Regions from separate parts of the Mus musculus genome. Here region 1 is linked to region 2. The links are chromatin contacts, called in public HiChIP or PLAC-seq maps. All regions are on one chromosome and are shown on one strand. Each heading gives the region's core, a stretch centred on a gene start, on an enhancer-like site or on the middle of the called end of the contact. The rest is flanking DNA. Distances are from core to core; before and after follow the strand shown. Region 1 overlaps Rbfox3 (RNA binding protein, fox-1 homolog (C. elegans) 3). Region 2 holds the start of C1qtnf1 (C1q and tumor necrosis factor related protein 1).

Evidence for each region. HiChIP or PLAC-seq counts read pairs in DNA pulled down with a chosen protein or histone mark.
Region 1: an H3K4me3 HiChIP or PLAC-seq map of forebrain shows a contact between it and region 2, with 7 times the contacts expected there. The contact joins the enhancer-like site here to the promoter of C1qtnf1 in region 2. A contact is called at or near these places in 4 of 39 promoter capture datasets (cranial neural crest, embryonic stem cells and neural stem cells), 3 of 15 datasets of contacts at CTCF or cohesin (the NIH/3T3 cell line, embryonic stem cells and stem cell-derived epiblast-like cells), 18 of 484 Hi-C or Micro-C datasets (the G1E-ER4 cell line, the HL-1 cell line, bone marrow-derived macrophages and 12 more), 11 of 115 datasets of contacts at active chromatin or transcription factors (bone marrow-derived dendritic cells, embryonic basal ganglia, embryonic forebrain and 7 more) and 3 of 9 other capture datasets (adipose tissue, liver and macrophages).

The regions. Positions count from the first base shown.
Region 1 is chr11:118,750,629-118,754,243 of GRCm38.p6, reverse strand. The region is part of intron 2 of Rbfox3 (RNA binding protein, fox-1 homolog (C. elegans) 3); the gene reads left to right. Among named protein-coding and RNA genes, the nearest start is that of Gm11750, 33 kb to the left of the region's middle. Within about 2 kb of position 1,748, at least 17 of the 459 cell types and tissues checked have an H3K27ac peak or open chromatin away from gene starts, as enhancers often do. A contact at or near this core is called in cortical neurons, forebrain and neural stem cells, where this site is marked.
Region 2 is chr11:118,426,463-118,430,536 of GRCm38.p6, reverse strand. It overlaps C1qtnf1 (C1q and tumor necrosis factor related protein 1), which reads right to left and starts at 2,080. Exons shown (of 4, transcript NM_001204129.1): 1 at 1,969-2,080. Gm35598 (a long non-coding RNA gene) reads left to right here and starts at 2,176. Exons shown (of 3, transcript XR_880340.2): 1 at 2,176-2,403.

The sequences.
Region 1 (3,615 bases), core at 499-2,998, 320 kb before region 2:
TGTCTGTGTGTGTCTGTGTATGTGTATGTGTGTACCTTTGTTGCATGACTCCATGTGTGTCCCTGCCTCTGTGCATGTCTGTGTGTGTCTGTGTATGTGCATAATGGAGGAGGTAGGACCTGGTAGCTGATATCCTCTGAATGAGGCCAGCCATGACCCAGTCACTTTTAAAACGTATTTTTAGGGCTGGGAAGATGGCTCAGTATGTAAAGTGCTTGCACACAAGTGTGAGGAGCTAAGTTTGATCATGAGCACCCAAGTGAAAGCCAAGTGTGATGGGTGCCTGCTTATAATCCTAGCACCTGAAGGCAGAGACAGACGGCTCCTGGGGCTCACTGGCCAGACAACGTGGTCTAATAGGCAAGCTCCAGGTCGCAGTAAGAGGAGACCCTGTCTCAAAAACCAAGGAGATGGTCCTGAGAAACAACACATGAGGCTGCCTTCTGGCCTCCAGCCCTATGTACACTCAAATATGGGTTTTTATTTCATAACTGTGTTAAAATCTATTTAATAATAAAACCTAGTGTTATGTCTTCAGTTCAAGATACCATATGAACTCAGGGTTAAGTGACAATTGTCACCATCCAGTTCCAGAACAAATGATTCTCTGGCTCCCATCCCCCTCCCCATCTCCATCCACCCCCTTCCTCCTCCTTTCTGTTTCTGCGAGCTAGGAGTCCTGAGAGAGACCCTTCAGGGATCTCTGGGAGTCATTTCATCAAATACATCTTCAAGACGTATGTATGCTGTCACGTGAGTCAGAATGCTCCCCTTTCCTCTTAACCTTCTCTCTCTCTCTCTCATGTGTGTGTGCGTGTGTGATGAGATATGTCTGTGCATGCTTGTATGCATGTCTGCACGTGTGTGGAGGCCTGATGTCATAACTGAACCACATTGTATATGGGACTGTGGTACCCAGGAGGCTCTTCTTTCCCTACTGTTGTTGTTGTGACGTATGATGAACTGAAACCTTCCAGGTTCTAGGACTCACAGAGCCTGTCAACAGCAAGTGGGGTCAGCCTCAAAGCCACACAGGTCCCCTCCACTCAATAATGACCCAGATATGCCACAAGAATGTAAGAAGGCCTTGGTCTGGTCAGACACAAGCCTGGGGTTAGGATGTCTCTAGGCCCTGACAAGCACGCCTGCACCAGGCATTGGTTCTTTAGAAATATATCTGCATATAAAACAATGGAGATCCTGCCCCAGTTTGCTAGGCTTCAGCTGGTCACCTTGGGGTCTGAAATATTGGCTGGGGTCTCGGGTCAATGGGGCGCTGATGTCTGTTGTGGAGGTGGTAGAGAGGATGGGCTGTCTCTGGGCAGCCACTTGAACCCGGAAGACTCAGAATTCTGAGATGAAATCACACCCTGGGAGGGTGGGATGAGGTTCCATCTCGTTTGTGCAGTGGTAGTCACTATTCCTGAGTTTGGTAGTCATTGCTCATCTGCTGGCCTGTGTGCAGGCAGCTGGCCGATCAGTGGTTGGGAACCCTCTGGGGACAAAGGGACTACAGTGACCTCTCTCTCCTGTGGCTGTCACTCATGCCTTCGAGGAGTTGAGGGCCACCTTAGCTGTCTTCAGCCCACTGCCAGGCTGTGGCTAAATGGCTCCTCCTAACCACAGGCGATTAGCAGCTGCCTGGGCTGAAAGCACAGATGCTGACAATGAGCCACTGGCCTGAGCATCATGCCACAGGACCCCACTCTGCCCAGATGGTATGAGATCATACATGCTAGGGGATTTCCCTGGGGTGGGGCACTCTCCTCTGGGTCTGCCTCTTTCCACACAGTGCTACCCGGAGGCTCTCTCCTGGCTTGCTCTGGCACTCTCCAGATTGTAACCTGAACTGGAGCAGCTGGCAGACAGACAGGCAGACAGCAGACCGACTGACACACAGGCATGAGGCCAAGAGAAAGAAGGCAGCAGGTGCAATGAGCATGGATAGGTCTCCCTTCACCCTGTGCATAAACATGGTGCCCACCAGTGTGCCCGTGCTGGAATGGGTCCATTCTGAGGGGCATACATTGGGGATTCTGTGCATTAATCCATCTTTGCAAGGAAAAGGGGAAATTATTCATAATTAAAAAGTAATAATAATGTGTTGTGAAGGAACTCGGCAGCACGTTACCCAGAAAGAAGGGGGAGGGCAGGCAGTCTATTTTTAATGGTCTCCATGGCAACAGAGATTTTGTTTACACTGATTTTTTCCCCCTAGTTCTTCAGTAAGGCAATTGCTGATTTGCATTTTATTGGAAAATGTAGCCTGCAAGTCCCTGAGGTGGGCAAGGGGCCCTAGCATCTGGGGAGCCTCACTCCCCACCCCAGATGCCTCGGAAGTCTTCTGTGAGGCTCCAGGACCTGGGAAACTGCAAATATGCGGCTGGTACACCTGTGGGACTCTTCTGTCCTGCAGCCTGGACCACCTTATTCTTCTTGTCTATCCCTACCCTGTAGTGGATGCTGCTTGCATCTTACAGTTAAAACTGGTTCCTCAAGGTGTGGTTGCCCCCGATGACAAGCAGATACTCTCATACTCAAGAGATGCCTTGCGAACCTTCTTCTCAATGTAACTGGTCAATAAAAAGCTATAGCCTATGATTGGACAGTGAGGGAGTAAGGTGAGACTGTAGATTTGAGAGGAGGTTTCAGGGAGAGGGGGAGAAAGGATGGACAGAGAGGAGGAAGCTACAATGAACCAGACCCACATGGCCAGGAGAAGCAGCAAGTAACAAGGGGCTTTATAGCTGGGGAATAAGTTAAAACAGCCCTAGATCTGCCCAATGTAAGCATGTGGTTTATAAATAAAACACCTGGTTTGTGTGTCTTTTAAATGGGCTTACTGGAACTTTAATTCCAACATTACTATCCTGTTGGGAGCACTGCCATGCCCCCCATGCTCACTGGACCTGCTCGACAGAGACCCATTCCACCTGCATGGGTAGCTGGTCAGGTTCCCATCCTTTCTGCCTCCTGCTGTGCCAGGCAGGTGGGGGCGCCTGGGCACAGAGCCCAAGCCACTGGCAGAGGGGCAGATGGACGCCAGCAGTCCACCCTGAGGAAGTCAATGTGCGTGGATGCCGGCCAGGTCCCGGAAGGATGGTGCAGACCAGACATGCAGGTGGGCGTGCTCCCTGCCCTCAGGCCTCAGTGCTTGGCTGCAGTTCCTAGCAGGCTGCCTTTCGTTACCTATCCCTGCCCTTGTCTAGGCATCCACCCACCAAAGTGTCTCTTACTGTAGCTGCATCTCGGCCATCACTGGGGCGCTTGTTCCCACTGGCCTTGGCTCTGAACTGGCCACACTTGGAAGAAAGCCTGCTGGCCAGGTGCCTCTACCTGACAGCAGGTGCGTTGGGTAGCTTCCCACAGCTCCTGAAGCAGCCATGCAAGCCACTCAGGCAATAACCTGAATGTCCACACCTCCCCATGTCCCACTACACCAAGACATGTGTATAAATATATGTGTACATACCTGAGTATATATACACTACATGTTCATATATGCTTATATATCACATACATATCTTTATGTACACTCACATATACATAACTACCACAGACTCATGTACACACATATATTCAACGTGTGAAGATTTGCCAAGAAATTCATATATA
Region 2 (4,074 bases), core at 831-3,330:
GTTCAATGCCAGAATACTTGGTTTATGAGTCATGCTAATTATGAAGAGGGGGGGGGGTGGAGGGCCGGGCACCGGGAAGAATAACAGAAAGGAGTGTGTTCAGAAAAAAATTAATGCTGTGCTGGTTGCTCTGAATAGGGAGGTTACAGCCAGGAATGAGCAGTCACTGCCTTCACCCTCCAGGACAGGACAGCCGGTAGGGCCTGCCTCCTCCCAGGGGGAGGGGCTCCTGGCTATCCATGAACCTCAGAACATCTATTTTGAGTTCTCCGCAGTGGGGGGCAAGCAGGGAGTGTGAGTTTCTAGGAAATAAGATGGGACAGTTCAAAAGCTTGGTGTCTCCTGCCTGGGCAGAGAATCCAAGTTGAGCCCCGGGGAGGGAAGACACTATTTAGCTGGGATGCTTCCTGGTAGGCTGCAGGGCCTGGGCCAGGTAGGTCCTTAGGCAGAGCTGTGAGACACAGGGGGCACCGAGGTTCCCTTGTTCTCAGCCCTCTGGTTCCCTCTGCAGGTTTCCCTCCTCTCCAGTGAGCACTGGAGGGGCCTGGTAGAGAATACACAACTCCTCTCACACTCCTGTGCAGGCAGCACACAGTTGTTGCACTATAAAAAGCAGAGTCGGCAGTTTCTAAGGACGTCACTCACTCCCAGGGGGATCCCAATGACATTTCTCAGTTTTTCCTTTTTTTTTTTTTTTCATTGTTGTTTTCCTTTTCATTTGGTTACTTTGAAACTGCATCTCACTCTATTTTCCTTTGGTTACTTTGAAACTGCATCTCACTCTATTTTCCTTTGGTTACTTTGAAACTGCATCTCACTCATGGTCTCTGTCAGACCATGCTGTCTGGCTCAGGATGGCTCAGGCTAGGCTCAGGCTAGCCGCAGCCTTTCTGCCTCACAGTCTTGAGCCAACATATTCCGTGAAAATTAAAGTTGGTATTTGGTTGTGGCTGTTTCCAGTACTGGAGAAGCAACCCCTGACCTTTCACACGCTAGGCACTACACACCCTGCGTCTGATCCACATGCCGAACCCTGTTGTCAAAGCTGAAGAATCATGTTCTGTGGTCTCCATTCCAAGAAACAGGTCACAGGAACAGAAGGAGTCGGAGAGGCAGCTCCCTCTCACCCTTCCCAGAGACAAGGGTGGAGCCAGGAGTAGCTGGATGGGAGGAGGCTCTCCAGGGCAGGGAGCAGCCTGGGTGGGTGCATGAATAGATGGGGTGGGACTCAGGTTAACCTGTAAGTTACATCTTCACCCACAGAGATGCCCAGACTTGTGAGTCTAGGTGGACACAGGCTGAACAAAGGTCCTGGGGCATCTTAGAGTCTGCAGCCAGCCCTAGCTCAGGGCTACTCTTAGCACCATAGGCAGCTTTTTTCCTTCCCAGGAAGGTCCAAGGAGAAGGGATATTTGTTTTTTCCTGCCCAAACTGGATGTCCTCCAGGAACAGCGAGGCTGTTAGAAGAAGGGGCCAGAGTCCACACTTCCTGTTCAGTGTTGGGGTTCCAGCTGACCACTGACAGATGGGACAGACCTGATCCTAGCTGTCCCAGGTGATACGGACAGGCATGGGGTGGCACAAGCTGGGAACAGAGCTGCTCTTTCTCCTTCCACACCCTCTAAAGAGCATCCGGGTAAAAGAGAGACACCCCACAAAACAGTGGAAGAATGCATAGTTGGTCCTGTCAGCATCCTACCCGCTAAAGAGCCCGCCCCCTGCACGCTCCAGGGAGCCCCAACAAGCTGCCTCTCTGCACAGCCAATCTGTGCAGGGGGAATTAGCAAGAATAACTCAATGCTGTCCCCAAAACTTCTGCCCTGCTCTGTCTGCCCCTTTGCTGTAAGTCCACATCACATCTCACTCCAGAGAAAGCGTCTACTCAGTCACGCCTGGGCACCCAGATGAAGCCACGAAGACGGAGCTCAGAGGCATGGGAGTCCTTCCCGGTCTGTCCAAGCCACCTACCTCCTTCCAGCTGAGCCGGCTGTGCAATGAAATCCTCCAGCCTCTCAGGGCTCTCGGGGAGGCGTCTCTTAGAGCATCTCCCAGGGGCTGAGCCTTCTAGGCTAGGTCAGGAGGGGAAGCACAGACGTGTCAAAGCAGAGAGAGAGAGAGGGAGGGAGGGAGAGAGAGAGAGAGAGAGAGAGAGAGAGAGAGAGAGAGAGAGAGAGAGAGAGAGAGAGAGAGAGAGAGAGAGCCCGAGGGAGAAAAAAGTCCCCCAGGGGGAAACACTTAAGGAGGAGGAAAGGGGGAGGTGCAAGGCACAGCAGTCCCAACACCTTTATCTCCTCAGCTGCCTCCAAGGTCTCTTTGGCCAGAAACGGAAACGTGGTTTCTCTCAGAAGTAGAGGAAGAGAGGAAGAAAGAGGGACCAATACAAAGCGCCAACCCCAGCCAGATGTGAGTTGTGGAGGAGCCTAGACCGCTCCTAGTGCTTTCTATCCAAACAGCAGCCGCCAAGAATTAACTGTGTGTGTGCCCGGCTGGCTGGCTGGCTGACTGGCTGTCCCTACTTCTGGACGCCCCAGGGAGCTGGCACAGGCTAGAAGGGGATGGAGGTGGACGCTTCTGTTTATCTAGAGGTCTTTCCAGATGTGAAGGTGGCTGTGAGCCCAGGACGAGGATATTCCATGCAGGACAGAGACCTGCAAAAAGGCAGAGAATCTCAATTGGTGGTAGGAGCATTGATTTAGGTGTGTGAGTCCCAGCAGTGGTCCCATCTGAGACCCTTGCCATCAGGGCTACTTGTACTCCAGGGACCGAGGGTAAATTTGGTATCCATGATTCCTTTGTAGCAAAATGGCAGGTTGTGTGTTCATGCAAGTATGTATTGGAAGGGGATCACTCAGTTGCTAAGAGTCTAGAGAACCCTATGAGGCAAAGGTGGGCAGGCAGCATCTGGAGGGTCCAGGTCCTCCAGTGAAGCCCTGGAGTGTGGTGCTGGGCCAGCACTCTGCTCTGGACATTCCTTAATCTTACACACATGCCCTCGTGAGTCTCCTCCTGTGGGGATCATGTCCCAGGCTTCTACAGATCAGTCCCTCCTAGCCTCCATCCCCAAACACTGAGTCAGAAAGCTTGCTCTGGGATCTTATTACAACTCTAAAAGAGAGAGGATCTGAACTGAGATATGAAACTACCCTGGTGACATCAGACTCTGAGAGCGCCTTCTCCCTCCCCCTCCCTCTCCCCCTCTCTCCCCCCTTCTCCCCCTCTTCCTCTCCCCTTTCTTTTCTCCTCCCTCTCCCCCTTTCTCCCTCCTCCCTCTTTCTCTCCCCCCATCTCCCCCCCTTCTCCCTTCCCCTTCTCTCCCTCTCTCCATTTTTCTCCCTTTACCCCTTCCTCTCTCCTCTTTTTCTCCCTCCCTCTTTCCTTCCCCTCTCTGCCTCCCCTCCCCACCCTTCCTCCCCCTCCCACCCCTCCTTTCCTCCCTCCTCTCTCTAGGCAGGAGATGCTGGTTTGGGATAGCCCAGGCAAAACAAACAGGCTGCACTTTTCTACTCTTTGCTGTGCCAGCATAAAGAAGGGCCAACAGAATCGAAAGGGGAAGAGAAGGGGTGCAAGCCAGTGCCCCCATCATCTCCTCCCAAGGCTGGGCATAGAAAGGCAGACGTCAAATCCCAGAATGGCCCAGGATGGAAGGAGAAGAGGGAGGATTTGACGTCAGGCAGAAGTCTGTGAATTCCCACAGGCTTCTCCAGAAATTCCAAATCCAAGTGCCAACTCATGAGAAGGAAAGACATTGCTGGCCCTCTGGTACCCGGCGGAGCACTTAAGGACGCCTTCAAGAATACATAGATGTGTTCCACCAGAGATGTGGCCAGCCCCAACCTAGCAGCCCTGAGGAGAGTTCCTGTTGCTTGGCAAATATCTAAGACTGAGCAAATTGCATCCTTGGTTATCTATATAGGAAAAGGCAAAGACAAGATTCCCCTCATTCCTGTAAGTGACATGCCGCTTCCCACCCAGCACATGGACCCAGCCTGTCCCTTGTCTCTCTGTCCCCAACATCTTTCACAGTAGAGATGCCAGGGAGAGCAGGCAGCAGAAGCAAGAGGGACCCTTAACCCC